Linked DNA regions of Mus musculus: region 1 is linked to region 2. Evidence: chromatin contacts called from public Hi-C data. All regions are on one chromosome and are shown on one strand. The core of a region is the stretch at or near the end of the contact, and the rest is flanking DNA. Distances in the headings are between cores, read along the strand shown. Region 1 has its middle 31 kb from the start of Nr4a3. Region 2 overlaps Gm32544 (a long non-coding RNA gene).

The links. A called contact is a pair of places that touch in the nucleus more often than the background predicts.
Region 1: a contact with region 2 is called in a Hi-C map of Th1 cells, with 2.4 times the contacts expected there. The contact joins two enhancer-like sites. A contact is called at or near these places in 2 of 484 Hi-C or Micro-C datasets (Th1 cells and nephron progenitors).

What each region holds. Positions count from the first base shown.
Region 1 is chr4:48,010,370-48,017,400 of GRCm38.p6, reverse strand. No RefSeq gene overlaps it. Among named protein-coding and RNA genes, the nearest start is that of Nr4a3, 31 kb to the left of the region's middle. Within about 2 kb of position 4,945, at least 23 of the 459 cell types and tissues checked have an H3K27ac peak or open chromatin away from gene starts, as enhancers often do. A contact at or near this core is called in Th1 cells, where this site is marked.
Region 2 is chr4:47,626,555-47,633,553 of GRCm38.p6, reverse strand. It overlaps Gm32544 (a long non-coding RNA gene), which reads left to right. Exons shown (of 3, transcript XR_390553.2): 2 at 1,006-1,120. Among named protein-coding and RNA genes, the nearest start is that of Gm32544, 8.8 kb to the left of the region's middle. Within about 2 kb of position 2,948, at least 11 of the 459 cell types and tissues checked have an H3K27ac peak or open chromatin away from gene starts, as enhancers often do. A contact at or near this core is called in Th1 cells, where this site is marked.

The sequences.
Region 1 (7,031 bases), core at 3,696-6,195, 380 kb before region 2:
GAATAGAATAAATAGCACCATATCTTTTTAAAAATTGAGTTTGTAGCTAAGTCTCTAATTTTTTATAAGAAAGTTTATCAGGCAAACACTACTGAACATTTTAAGAAGAAATAAAAAGAATGTTAAGAAAAATTGAAAATAGAGGGGCCTGTTTAGTGAATCAAGCATTGCCCAGTAATGACAATCCAAGAAAAATATTTTAAGTATCAATATTCCTTTTTCTTACAAATGCAAAAATCCTTAATGCAGGGACTAGAGAGATGGCTCATCAGTTAATTAAGATCACATACTGCTCTCAGGAGGACCTGATTTTGACTCTCAGTCCCACATTGGGTAGCTCACTAATGCCTGTAACTCCAGCTCCAGGGGCTCTAACACCCTCTTCTAGAATATGGACACCTATATTCAAGGGGCATATCCTCCCCCAACATACACATATAATTAAAAAATTTTTTTTAAATTCTTAATGTGATATCAGTAGCTCAAAAATAGCAACCATGATCAGATGGATTTTCTTCAAGGAATTTGAGATTGCTAATGTAAAAACCAATAACTATTTCACATGTGAACATGCAGAGACATTTTGTGCATGATTCAACACTTCTTCAGTCCTCAAACTATGAATGGAAATTTAGTCTACGAAATTCCTAGATTGGAGTGGTATCTGACATAAAAGGTGAGACCTCTCCCCTCATGACTGAGAGCGATCTTGGATTTCCTCTCTGCCCTTTCTCCTTGACTGCACTGGAGGTCTTGGCTCTTTCTCTTGTAGTGAAGTAAGTAACAGAATTAAAAGAGACAAAACTTGGAAATGCAGACACAAATCCTCTATTTTCGAATAGAAACATGTTTTTACAAAGAAAAATCTTAAGCTGCAAAACAATTGATTAGAATTATTAAGTTAATCTAGAAAAAAAGCACGCATAATACTAGGTTAATATGTGAAAATGGTTTATGGGGCTGGAGAGATGGCTCAGTGGTTAAGAGCACTTTATAGCTCTTGTTTGCTACCCAGGGTCCACATGGTGGCTGGCTCACAACCATCTGTAACTCCTTAAGGCGATTCAACACCCTCTTCTGATCACTACAGGCACCAGGCATGAACACAGTGCACATACATACATGTAGGCACATGCTCATAAAATTAAATAAATACATCTAAAATTAATTTTATGTTTCTAAATTATTGATGAAAAACTAGAAAAGACAAGAATATGATCCTCCGGGCTGGTGAGATGGCTCAGTGGGTAAGAGCACTGACTGCTCTTCCGAAGGTCCTGAGTTCAAATCCCAGCAACCACATGGTGGCTCACAACCATCTGTAATGAGATCTGACGCCTTCTTCTGGTGTGTCTGAAGACAGATACAGTGTACTTATGTATAATAATAAATAAGTCTTTTTTTAAAAAAGAATATGATCCTTCATAAGACAACAGCATGAAATATTTAGAGATGCATCATTGACTCAGACCTGAGATACAAACTGTAAAGCTCCTAGAAGAAAACTCAGGAGAGTATTTTCACAAATTGGGGTAGGTGAAGATTTTCTCAAAAAGATATTAGCGGACCCAAACAGAAAGAAAAAGGTTGATGAATTGGAACCGAAAAGTTTTGTTTGTGGATGCTACTAAATACAACAGTGTAGGAGGAAGCATTTGCAGTGCACATATCTGATGAAGGACTGTGCCCATAATGAAAAACACTTTACAAATCAGCAATAAATGACAAACTATTAAAAATGGACAAGAATTTTTAACAGATTGCTCAGGAAGGGAGGAATACAAATTGTCAATAAGCTCATGAAATTGTTCAATACTGTTGGTCTTTGGAAAATATATATTACAAGGAGACAGTGTTCTGTTAAAATAATATGCTAAAATTAAAAAGATGGACAGCAGCAAATGGTCCGGCTGTGGAGAAACGGTGGGAATATGAAACGGCACATCACTTTGAGCCCATGGGAGGTTTTGGAGGAGTCAATGTGGGCAATGAGGTCAGTATAATGCTCACATGCAGGATTCTCAGAGAAAGTTATATATAAAATGTTAGGCCCAAGAACGGGCAGTGCATGCTCTTTCCTAATGTCCATATTAAATGTTTACAAAATCTATACACTGAGCCAAATAGAAAAATGTCTCAAAGTAATAAATATACACAGCAGTGCCTCTGACCACAATGTTATGACAACAGAAAAAAACTCCTTATAGTGTGTCATATGTAGAATTCGGAGCAGATGTCTCACCATTACATATGAAGAATGAGGAGAATGGATGGAGAAATTAGGAGCATAACTGCAAATACCACTGAGGATTAGGAAATGGGAACTAATATGATTAAATGTAAAAAAAAAATCATCGAGTTGGCAAACCTACAGAGAATGGATAATAAATCCATTTGCTACACTAAAAAGAAACATTAGACATCCTCCCAGCCCCCCAAAAAACCGAAGAAGAAAGAAAAATGGATGCTACAATGAACTGGGAAGGGACATGGTACCACAGACAGGAGTGAGAATTAAAAAGGGCCAAAATTGCCAAACATTCAACAAACTCAAACAAGCTTCCAGGTAGGTTTTTAGGAATTTGACAGTGTGATTCTAAGTTTAGACTGAGCTGCAGGCCGCAGCCACACACACGTGTGCACACACATATATACGCATACACTTAAATACTCAATAGAATGCTATTCATTTAAAAACCTGCCGTTCACATCATGAGTAAAGCTGAAGGAAGTGGTGTTAAGTGAAACAAGCCAAGCATAGGAAGGCAACTACCACGTCTGAATGTAGAATCTAAAGAAGCTGAGCTCATGCAAGGGGTTTAGTGATGCTTATCAGGGTCTGGGGTGGGGGAACAAGGTTAACAGAGAAAGGGCTGTGTCAATCAAAGGGTACAAAGTTTCAGTAGATGGGAGGAATGCACTTCAGTGATCTCTTACAAACAAAAGTGACATGATGATAATGCTCTATGTATTTATAATGACAAAAATAGCAATTCTTAAATTGCAAAAAAGAAAAAAAAAAACCAGTGTGGTAGCAGTAGATTTGTTAGCTTGATTTGATCACGACACTCTATAAGCATATATCAAAGCACTGGATTGCACCCTACAAGTATTTACAATTATTATCTATGGATCAAAACAAAATGGTTAAAGCTTTAATAATAGAAATGTCAGAGCCAGAAGGACACAAGATGGACCTAATCAACTAGTAAAGGTGCCAGATGAAACAAAGGAGACACATTTCAGAACAAATGTAACTACCTCTTTATCCAGCGTTGCCTTCAAACATTCTTGGACCCTGCTTTATCTTCTATCTCCTTAGTTTTCCTTTTTCTAAATTTTAGGCTAATAATTATCTTTCTTTTTTAGTATGGGACTTCATGAGTCTTTTGGCCTAATGCCTCGTCTACATGAAACTGTTCTTATTTTACAGGATTGGACAAAATAATCCCTCTTGAGGGCCATTTAGGGTGGGTTTGGTGATGCATGGAGTTGGTTATCATCAGAGAGTGGTGAGATTTCTTTTGTGGATGAAAGAAGAGATTGTGACTACGAGATGCTGACATTTCATCATTGTTAGAGTTACATTAGCTGGATCACTTGGGAACTGGCTTGCAGTTATTAAAGGTGAAGCGGAGAAAGTGATTTCAGACCAACTGGGCATCATTTCAAAATTTTGAAAGTGATTTCAGCCAACTGGGTGGCTCAGGGGCTGCCTGAGGGAGGAGGCAAAAAAACACTGCAACCTGATCCAGAACACCTAAGACACAGAGGCAACCTAGATACCCATCATAAAACCGACAGGAGGATACTATTCTTTTTTTTAAAGAAATTTTGTCATTTGCAACATGAATGAACTTGGAGGACATTGTTATGAAATAAACTAGGCATGGGAAGAAACATGCCAGGCAGGTCTGGCTTCTGAAGTATGCTTTAACTATAGCAATATAGTATACAAAATAAAGGACTTCGTCGTTCAAGCATGCATACCATTATGTGTGTATCATTGTACTCTGGTCATATTTACCCGCTCTTTATTCTCCTGCCCCTCTCAACCCTGGATATTTTGTTTCAGACCAGCTTCCTACTACTAAAATGCCTTCTTTTTACATTAGATCTTAGCTAAAATGCCGAGATATGATGAAAAACCTACTTCTTCTGAAAGCAGCTTGATGGAAGTGTGAGCATATGACAGACCTGGAATACTCACAGTGCAGATGTGCTAACCACGGCCAGCTTAGGCATCTGTCTATAGAGGGGTGGATTAGGAGTAACGGGCGTATATGAACGGGGGGGGGGTTATACTCAGCCAAAATGAACATCAAAATGACCTTATCAGCAAGAAAAGTTGCTAGAAGTAGAGGTTATCGTGTTAAAAGAAACAGGCTAGATTTGGACAGATATGGTTTATTTTCTCTCAGACACAGAAGCTAGGTTTTTTTAAAGAAAAGAGGAAGAGACCCAATCAGAGTGGACAAAAGCGATAATGTCAGCGAGAGTAGTGAGCAAGGTCAAATTACAGTGTATGCAAGGATGGAAAATATCAGACTAATACCTATTGTTGTGCATAATAAACATATACATGTGCTTCACTCAAATGTTCGGAAAGCCCTTTGGAGAGGGACATCAGGGAATGGAGAGTTGGTCCAGTGGGTAAAGTGCTTGCTGTATAAAGCACGAGGAAGGACCTGAGTCTGGAACCTCAGCATGCACATAAAAGCTAGGCATGGCGGTGGGTGCCTGTCATTCCAGTGCTTGTTGGGGCTATGGTGGGTAGAGGGAGGACTGAGACAGACTGACTCCAGGGCTTAGTGGCCAGCCAGTGCAGTCAAAACAGAGAGTGATGGAGGAAGATGCTCAACTTTAACCTCTGTCCTCCGTGCCTAACTACACACACATGTGCACGTGACATGATAAACCACAAACCCCTACCACCCACACAGATAGAGAAAGTGTGTCTGAGGTAAGGCACAAGGGGAAAAATCCTCCCCATGGTTTATAGAACAAATCTAGATATATGCAGGACAGGGAAAACCCCCTGAACTTCATCACTGAATTAGTAGTGAAAATGTTCAACAGGCAGGAATGGATTCAAAAAGCATTATGTGAAAGCGACAACCAAATAATGTGCCTAGTAGCTGTGTCTGATTCACAGGAAATGAACAACCCTCCATGTTACACTCATTTAGCACCCCACCTAGTGATTGCCTATTGATCTACATAGAGTCGAACACGCAAATTGAAAGCATGCCATTAATAACTCTTCACAAAAAGGCCACCCAGTTCAGAGTACAGGGCATTTCTGTTACTCCAGTGAGTTCCCCCGCTTTCTGGTCCCCTGAGAGCCTGCTTGTTCACCAGTTACTAGATTAGTAGTTACTAGTTACTAGATTAACTTTACGTGCTCTAAAGCTTCTGTTGGTTAATGATCGCTGGTGAGAGGGGTCACACTCCCCAGTCCCTAACCACTCCTGACCTGTCCTCGTGCAGACAACCTTTACTAAATGGAACTGGCCACAAGCAAGCTTACAAGACATGAAGATAGGTGGGGGAGTTGTGGGAAGAAGGGTGTAGTGAGAGGAGGAAAGGGCTAAGAGGAGAACAAGGGTGAATACTATCAAAGTTCCCCTCCCCCTTTCTAATAGATCTATAATGAAATTGTGAAAGAATAAATTAGAAGAAAAAAACGGCCTCTTCATGGACCTCTGAGGTATTTTTTTCTTAAAATAATATTTTTGAGATTTATCAAAAATATTTTCTTGTGACTTCTAGTCACTATAAAAATACTGGAAAACATTCTATCTTACATTTACACTTCATTTTCATTTTCTTTTTTTTTTGGACATTTGGTCTATTTACAATTTTTATTATTATGGATAAAGTACCCATGGGGACTGGGGAGGTGATTTAGTTAGAAAAGACCTGGAGGGCATCATCCTGAGCGAGGTAACCCAATCATAAAAGAACTCACATGATATGTACTCACTGATAAGTGGATATTAGCCCAGAAACTTACAATACCCAAGATACAAGATACAATCTGCAAAACACATGAAACTCAAGAAGAACGAAGACCAAAATGTGGACACTTGGCCCCTTCTTAGAATTGGGAACAAAACACCCATGGAAGGAGTTACAAAGACAAAGTTTGGAGCTGAGACGAAAGGATGGACCATCTAGAGACTGCCATATCTGGGGATCCATCCCATAATCAGCTTCCAAATGCTGATTCCATTGCATACACTAGCAAGATTTTGCTGAAAGAACCCAGCTATAGCTGTCTTTTGTGAGGCTATGCCGGTGCCTAACAAACACAGAAGTGGATGCCCACAGTCAGCTATTGGATGGATCACAGGGCCCCCAATGGAGGAGCTAGAGAAAGTACCCAAGGAGCTAAAGGGGTCTGCAACCCTATAGGTGGAACAACAATATGAACTAACCAGTACCCCACCCCCACCCCCCAGAGCTCATGTTTCTAGCTGCATATGTATCAGAAGATGGCCTAGTTGGCCATCATTGGAAAGAGAGGCCCATTGGTCTTGCAAACTTTATATGCCTCAGTACAGGGGAATGCCAGGGCCAAGAAGTGGGAGTGGGAGGGGTAAGGGGGGAGGGTATGGGGGGACTTTTGGGATAGCATTTGAAATGTAAATGAAGAAAACACCTAATTAAAAAAAAGAAAAGTGGTTGTTGTGTAGATGTCAATTTGGATCTCTAAAACCTATGTGAGAAGCTGGGTTTGGCAATGAGTATGTGATTTTAGTTCTGGGAACATGAAGACAGGAGACTCCTTGGACTTATTGGCTGGCCACATACACACACACACACACACACACACACACACACACACACACACACACGCACGCACACACGCACACATGAATTAAGAGACTATGAACAATACATTTTTGGTGGACCCATTCATTTCTCTGGGGCATATACCTAGACATAAGATTCAACTTTTCAGGATTTTGCCAAATTTATCTTGCATAAATTTGCATTTCAAATTGCAGCGTTTGACAGCTACTCAT
Region 2 (6,999 bases), core at 1,699-4,198:
TCAAAAGCACTAAACTCTTTAACGGCTACTACTACTTTGTCCATAGACATGTTGCCCTCAACTTTTTAACCCATGGCTTTGCCTTGCCACCTGCAAACCTCCATCCTTCAGCTGCATTTCCTGCTCTTATAAACGTGGCTAAGGCCGTAAGCAGTCTTGCCCTAGCCTGAAATCTGTGCTGTCATAATATCCCTCCACCAACCAACCCAGTCTGTTAGTTACTATTACATTTAGACTGACTCAGAATTTCAAAACATGGACAGAATACAACCCTACTCTTTGGCAGAGCATGACATAAATGACTCAGTCCAGTTACTGATACAGAGCTGTTGCTCCTGAGACCTCATGAGCCTGGCCTTCACAGTCTGCCTTTTAGCTCTGGTCTTTCTTCCCATAAAAACAACCCATTAAGCTTCGCTTACAGTGTTACTGTGTTCTCATGCCTTCAGCTCCAAACTCTTCCACATTCCTCCCCAAAACCACTTCTAAAGACCTAAGAGCCACAGCCAGGTTTATTATGTCAATAACTCAACTTTCAGACAGATTTCTTATGTTACTTTTCTTATCACTGTGATTAGTCAATATTTGTCAAGAAGCAAGTTAAAGGAGAAAAGAGTTTGGGGGAAAATAATGTTTAAGAGAGCACACTATGCTATAATAAGGAAGGCCTGACACAGCTCATGGGAGCAGAAGTGTGTGGCATGAGCATAGTCCTCACATCTTGACAAACCAAGAAGCAGAGAGCACTTGTATCTGGCTGGGTTTAAATCTGTATATCCTGCACCCTGATAATACATTTCCTCAGCTAGGATTATCTAATAAAGGTTCCATAACCTCCGAAAGTAGTGCTACAAACTATAACCAATTGTTTAAACACATGCACTTGTGTAATGGGGAAGTGGGGCAATTTCCTTTCAAACTATAGCAAGGATCTATGATCCCTAAGAAAAATGTTTGCTTTTATTGTCTCTCACTGGTAAAACAGGGGTGTATCTTTGCTGCTAGGGGATACGATGGGAAGCAAGGATGAGACTCTACTGGTATAAAGTACAGCTGGAAAGGACCCAGTTGCCTAGGGGATGTTCCTGTGTGGCCCATCTCTTCTTCAGGGATGCTGAAGGTAGGTTTTTGCGCAACTTCCTGTCCACCTCCTCTTCCAGGTTCTCATCTGGGCTGGAGTAGAACCTGTGACATCTGAGTGCCTCTTTCCCCCTTAGAACTTAAACTATTTATCACAGGCAAGATGTATGTGCTGGCCTCCATGCTCCAGGATAGCTCTGTGCCCATCCTTGGTCTTAAGACAACTAGGATAGCACTTTCATTTTGAAGGTTGAAAACGTTTATCCATTTAAAAAGAACAAGTTCTCTTTATAAGTGAAAAGTTTATAAACTTTAAGCTAAAAAAGAATATTATAAATTACTAGTGAACTTCAAAACCTGGGTGGAATGGATAATTTTCTAAAATACATATATTTTACCAAGAAGTGGGAAACTTAAATAGACTAATTAGCACAGAATAATATTTTTTAAAATGTGCCAGTAGTCTACTGTTCCAATGTGCAACTAGCATTATTATATATAAAAAAAATCACATTTAACCTGGCACTGTATTAATTTCTTTTTTTAAATTGACAAATAAAAATTATGTACATGTATATGGTTATTTAAATATGTATTCATTTGAGGGCTCATTTTAAGGGCTGCACCTAACAGCCTGCCATCTTTACTGTATAATAAGGAAACTCCTGGTGAGGAAGAGCTAGAATTGAGCAGTCCATCTATAGTTCAGTGGGCAGAGCAGATTCCAGTCTCAGTTCTGGGATAGCATGGACACAACCCATCCAATCAGATGCCAAAGTGAAGGGGAGCGCTCCCTGGGCCAGGACCAGGATGATCTGAGATGCCCTCGGTTCCCACCCAGGCAGTGGTTTAGAAATGATTCAGGAGATGCGAAGCATACCTGGCGTCGTGGAACAAGACCGTGCTCTCTGACTAAGGGTCAGCCACCCAGATAGGCACAGTGGGAGAAAACTTCCGTTCTTCCTGCTGTAATTACAGCTGTCGAGGACTCTGGCATTCCTGCAGCTGTCCTGACAGTGGCCAGCCCAGGGATGGCACAGAGGTGGGAAGGACACCGACTCTAAACTCTAATCACCTTTGGGTGCTGAATCAGCCAGCTATGAAGCTGGTTTTACCTTCCTATCCTGATTACACTGAGAGTGAATTTCCTCCATTGCTTCAGCTACTTTCCCACCTGTTTACCAGCCTCTGGGCTTGGTGACAATCTACCCCTGCATAGCTCAGTGGGAACAAATAAGAAAGCATATGAGAAAACATGTTTCAAAACAAAGAGTTCCAGAAAACTTAGGCTACAGTGGTCATAGTTGTTATTATTACTACTATTACTGTATGTTTTGGTAATATGCATTAGCCAAACTGGGTGTAGCCAATAAAACTCTATGCCATGAATTGAGTCACATCTCTAGATGGATGCAGCCTCATTATTCAGGCACCATGGAGCATGGAGACAGTTTGGACCCCTCTGCATTTGCAACATCAAACATATTCCCTACAGGAAACAGAGGTGGCTCAGGTTGTGTCCTGAGAACAGCACAGCAGGAAGGAGAAGCTGACTCTCAAGCAGCCCCTCTGAAGAGCCCTGGATCTCTGAGCTCTCTACATAGTCTAAACCCACTGGCAGTGGCTGAGGTCCCAGATTCTGAGACCTCTACTGCCTTGTGCTTCTGTGCCTCCCACTGGACACATGTCTGCAGAGAAACTGAGGCACTGGGGAGGGGTCCATGGTGGCTGGGCTGTCTGTCCCTTCCAAGTATCTCATCTATTTCCACAGAAGGAAGCAGTAAGCCCGTGTGTTGCTCTCCACCCTGAATCTCTGAGCAGGCAGCCATGGGCAGCCTGCAGCTTCTCCTTTCCTATTCAGTGACACACCCTCCCTCAACCCAAGACAGAAGGTGGTCAGAGGCTTGGAGAGGCACCAGTGGAGACATGCTCTAGAAGGAGGGGTATAAAAAGGGAGACATTGCTGAGAAAAAAATCTGGCATGAGGAGATATTTGGTGCCTTGCAGCCTGGGCCAACCCACTGAGCTGAGGGCCAGCAGCATCCCTCTATGGTAGTTTTTCTCTAGCTCACAGTAAAGGGGAGGAAAATATGGGTTAAAAAATTGGGTAAACATCATTCCTTTGACCAGAAGTTGCCCCTTATCATTTGGATAGTGAAAGGGACTCTTTTCATAAAGCCATTGTCTTCATTGGAACACTGAGAGTTGCAGACCTCTGTCTGCTGTCATCTTCTGTGGGAGGATTTCCTGTCCCGTCTCCTTTTAAGTTAGTTCTGCCCAATGACTTACGTTCACTAGTGGAACGGAAGTAAAACAAACAGGTCACTTCCGGGTAAAAGTCCTGAGAGACAGCTAGGCATAAAGTTCCTTTCCCGATTCAGAGGTCCTAGAAATGAATGCCAAGACGGAGCTGGCTTCAGCTGGCCCCCACTGCCAATGTCGATGAGCGTGTAGCAGGAGTGGAAATCAAACCTTGATTGTATGGAGTTTGGAGATTTGCAGAGCTATTTGTTTGTGCCGTGGAGTGTGGCTAATACCATTCCTGGATGGCCTTCTTTATCTTTTTATTTAGCAAAAAAGAAGGGCCAACTATCTCCTTGATATTGCTATTTTGGGGTTTCTGTTTGTTTTCTTTTCCTTCTGACAGTTAATCACCCTGGGAATACACGTTCTGGACGCTAACACTCTGACAACTGGAGTGTGAGGTGCTCAGTTTAACAAGGGGAACAGCTCTCAGAACAAAGGTCCCTCAACTTTGATTCAAAAAGAGCCATGCCCTTCTCCTCTGCACAATAGATAAATAAATGTGCATATCAGGTTCCTACATAGGTCTTCACACAGTACAGCTGAAAAAAAATGTTTTTTTTTCTTCTTGCTAAAGAAAAAAATCTGTGGCACTGGGCCCAGTGACATGGAGGAAATTCAAAGCCTGTGTGGTCAACTCTAGCGAGACCCTATCTAAAAAAAAAATTAAATTAAATGCAATGGGCTGGGTTTATAGCTCCCTGGAAGAATATCTCACTAGCATGCAAAAGTCCAGGGCTCACTAAAACTCTCGAGGGAAAAAAACTGTAACTAAGAGTATGATGAAGGGTACACTCTTATCCTGGCATATTCCTGGATTTTCAGTTTTGTTGGGGCCTTGGGAGGGTCCAAGAGACAAAGACAAGATGCAAATTATCTTTTTTTAAAAAATCACCCAAGGGCCAGGCACATGAGATGAAGTTTGTGAAGGCTGAGGCAGAGAGAGACATAAGGGGCTTCTTACAGTGGCCCAGACAGGATGCTCCCCCCAATGTCCTAATATTTAAATTTCGATTGGAAGGACGGAGGCAGAAAACCGTGAGTCTACTCAAGAGGCTGGATGCCTGCAGGCAGGAGAGGAGATAATGATTGAGAAAGGGAACTAGAAAGCTGGAAGGGCCACAGGAGCCTGAGCAGGCCACAAGGCAAGTGCAGGAAGGCTGTACCAGACGAAGAGGCCTATTCCACATCTGCATTTCTGAGAGCGAGGGATGATGGTTTTCATCTGCAATCCCAGTATTCAGGAGAAACACTGTTCTAGGCTAACCTGAGCAACTTAATGAGACACTCTAATGTGGGAATAGAAGAGAAGGAGAGAAAGGATTGGGGTGGGGTGAAGGGAGAGACAAGCTTGAACTTGGTACCTTCAGAAAGAAGCCCTGATGTCTATTCCGCGTCCTTGCCATCATACATCATCCTTTCCCCACCTCATAAATGGCAACTTCAAGTTGCTCAAGCCTGAAATCTCAGCATCTCTGTCTCCCCAAGCCTACCCCATCAGGGAATCACACGGCCTCTGCCTTCAACGTGTAACTTCAATGGCTACCCTTGGAGCTGCCTACCTGGTCCAGGATACCAGCCTTCTCTCTCCTGGAGCAGCCTTCTACGTGGCTACTCTGCTTTCACTCTCAGACCCCCAACCCATACCCATACCCCTTTCTCTACCTAGCCAAAAGAGCCTCCAAACACAAGAGCAGCTTGTTCCCCACCAGAACTACAGAGCCTTCCCATCACATTCAACTAAAACCCAAGGTTCTTGCCACAAGCGCCCCATCCACTACAGTCCTCTCACCGGCTCTTGGACCTCATCTGTTTCCCCCTCCCCTTTGCTCACTCCAACCATCCTTTAGTACCTTCTGAATGACTCTGAGCATGCCCAGTGGTGTGGATGCATGGCCTGCACCTTGCTTGCCATCTCCTGTCAGAGCCCCCTTACATAAGTCCTTTGTTCCCCCTCCCTTCCTTTGATAACTCAATCCTCTGAGGCCATGTATCTCTGCCCCTTTTATTATTTCCATCTTCATACCTGAATTAACACTTTGCATTTCTAGCCCACGGGTTGGCAAACTTTCTACAAAGGACCAGATAGGAAATACTTCAGGTTGTGCAGACCATACAGTCTCTATCACAACTGCTCAATTCTTTTGTTATAGTGAGCAATGGCCCCAGTGGGTAAGCAAATGAACATAGATGTGTCTCTATAAAACTTTATTTGCAACACAAATTAAAGCTGACCTATGGGCACAGTTTGCCAAGTACTGTTGGCAGCTTCCTAAGATGTAGACTTCAGGAAACTAAGGGTTTTGTTTTGGGCTCATACTCTCTGTGATACCTACCCACCATGCTTGGTGCATGTCAGGCATCACTAGTTATTGAATTGATTAGTTGATTGGTTGCCGAACGAGTTCTTGGGAGCCTTTGAGTTTAGGGACCTAAGAGTTTGCACTTTCTTCCCAAGACAAGTTTGCAGAGAATTGTTGGCAGTTTTAGCAATATTCGGGACCACTGATTGACAGCTCTTATCTGCAGTCTGCAATTCTCAGAATGGAGACATTTTGAGACAAATGACAGCCGCTTGCTCGGCTCACTGTTTACCGCTCCCATAAGAGCACTCAGTGTGTACTGCACATCACACATCGAGTTGGATGTGTGATGATGCACCCGGCTGCTGCCAACAGAAACACGTTGAAATAAAATCATCAGCTCCACAAACGCCCAGAGATGACACTCCAGATACCCCTGTGGGAATACAGGAGCCTGCTGTGGCTTTTTGCAGCAAAGGCTCGAAGACCCACTATTGGCACTGGATGTTGAGAATGTGCAGAGGCTAAGATGTGGCTAAATGAACCATCAAGACTGAAGTATCTGAGAAAGGACTAACTTAGATCTCAGAAAAGAATGTCTCTCCTGTCTTAAGACAGTTCATGTTACTATAATAGCATCTTCCTTCACAAACATTCCACACGGTTGGCATCTCCAATGTAACTTGGGTTTCTCACCTTCATGCAATGGGAAGAGTGACCCTGGCACTAGCTTTTTTTGTTTTCTGTTGCATTAGTGACAATGTCTGTGATCTCATAATTCTTCCATCCTGCATGCCTGCAAAACCAGCACAATACAGACACAGCTTCCAAGTTCTTCTATCAGCTCAAGGTGCATATGGCATATGCAATACCTGATGTTGAGTATATATTTGACTTATAGATCTGATACCTGGAGGGTTGAAAGAGTATGGTGCCAGTGTCCTGTCAAAGACACACACACATACACACGAGAGAGAGAGAGAGAGAGAGAGAGAGAGAGAGAGAGAGAGAGAGAGAGAGAGAGAGAGAGAGAGACATGAAAAATGAAGAGGGAAGTACCTACATGCAGGAGGCCCCCAAACGTGGGGTGGCATCACCCTATACAACCCATTTTCTCAATAATCAATGTGCTCTGAGAAATCACAGTCTTTTCAAACAGCAATGCCCTTCGTGGCATAACTACCGATCTCTAGACCCCGCCTCTTAATCCTCACTTCCTCCACCCTGCCACACCGACCACCCAAGCTAATCTATACATAGCACTCTCATTTTTATGTGGGGCTGAGCATAAGACGATTGTGTCTGATCATTG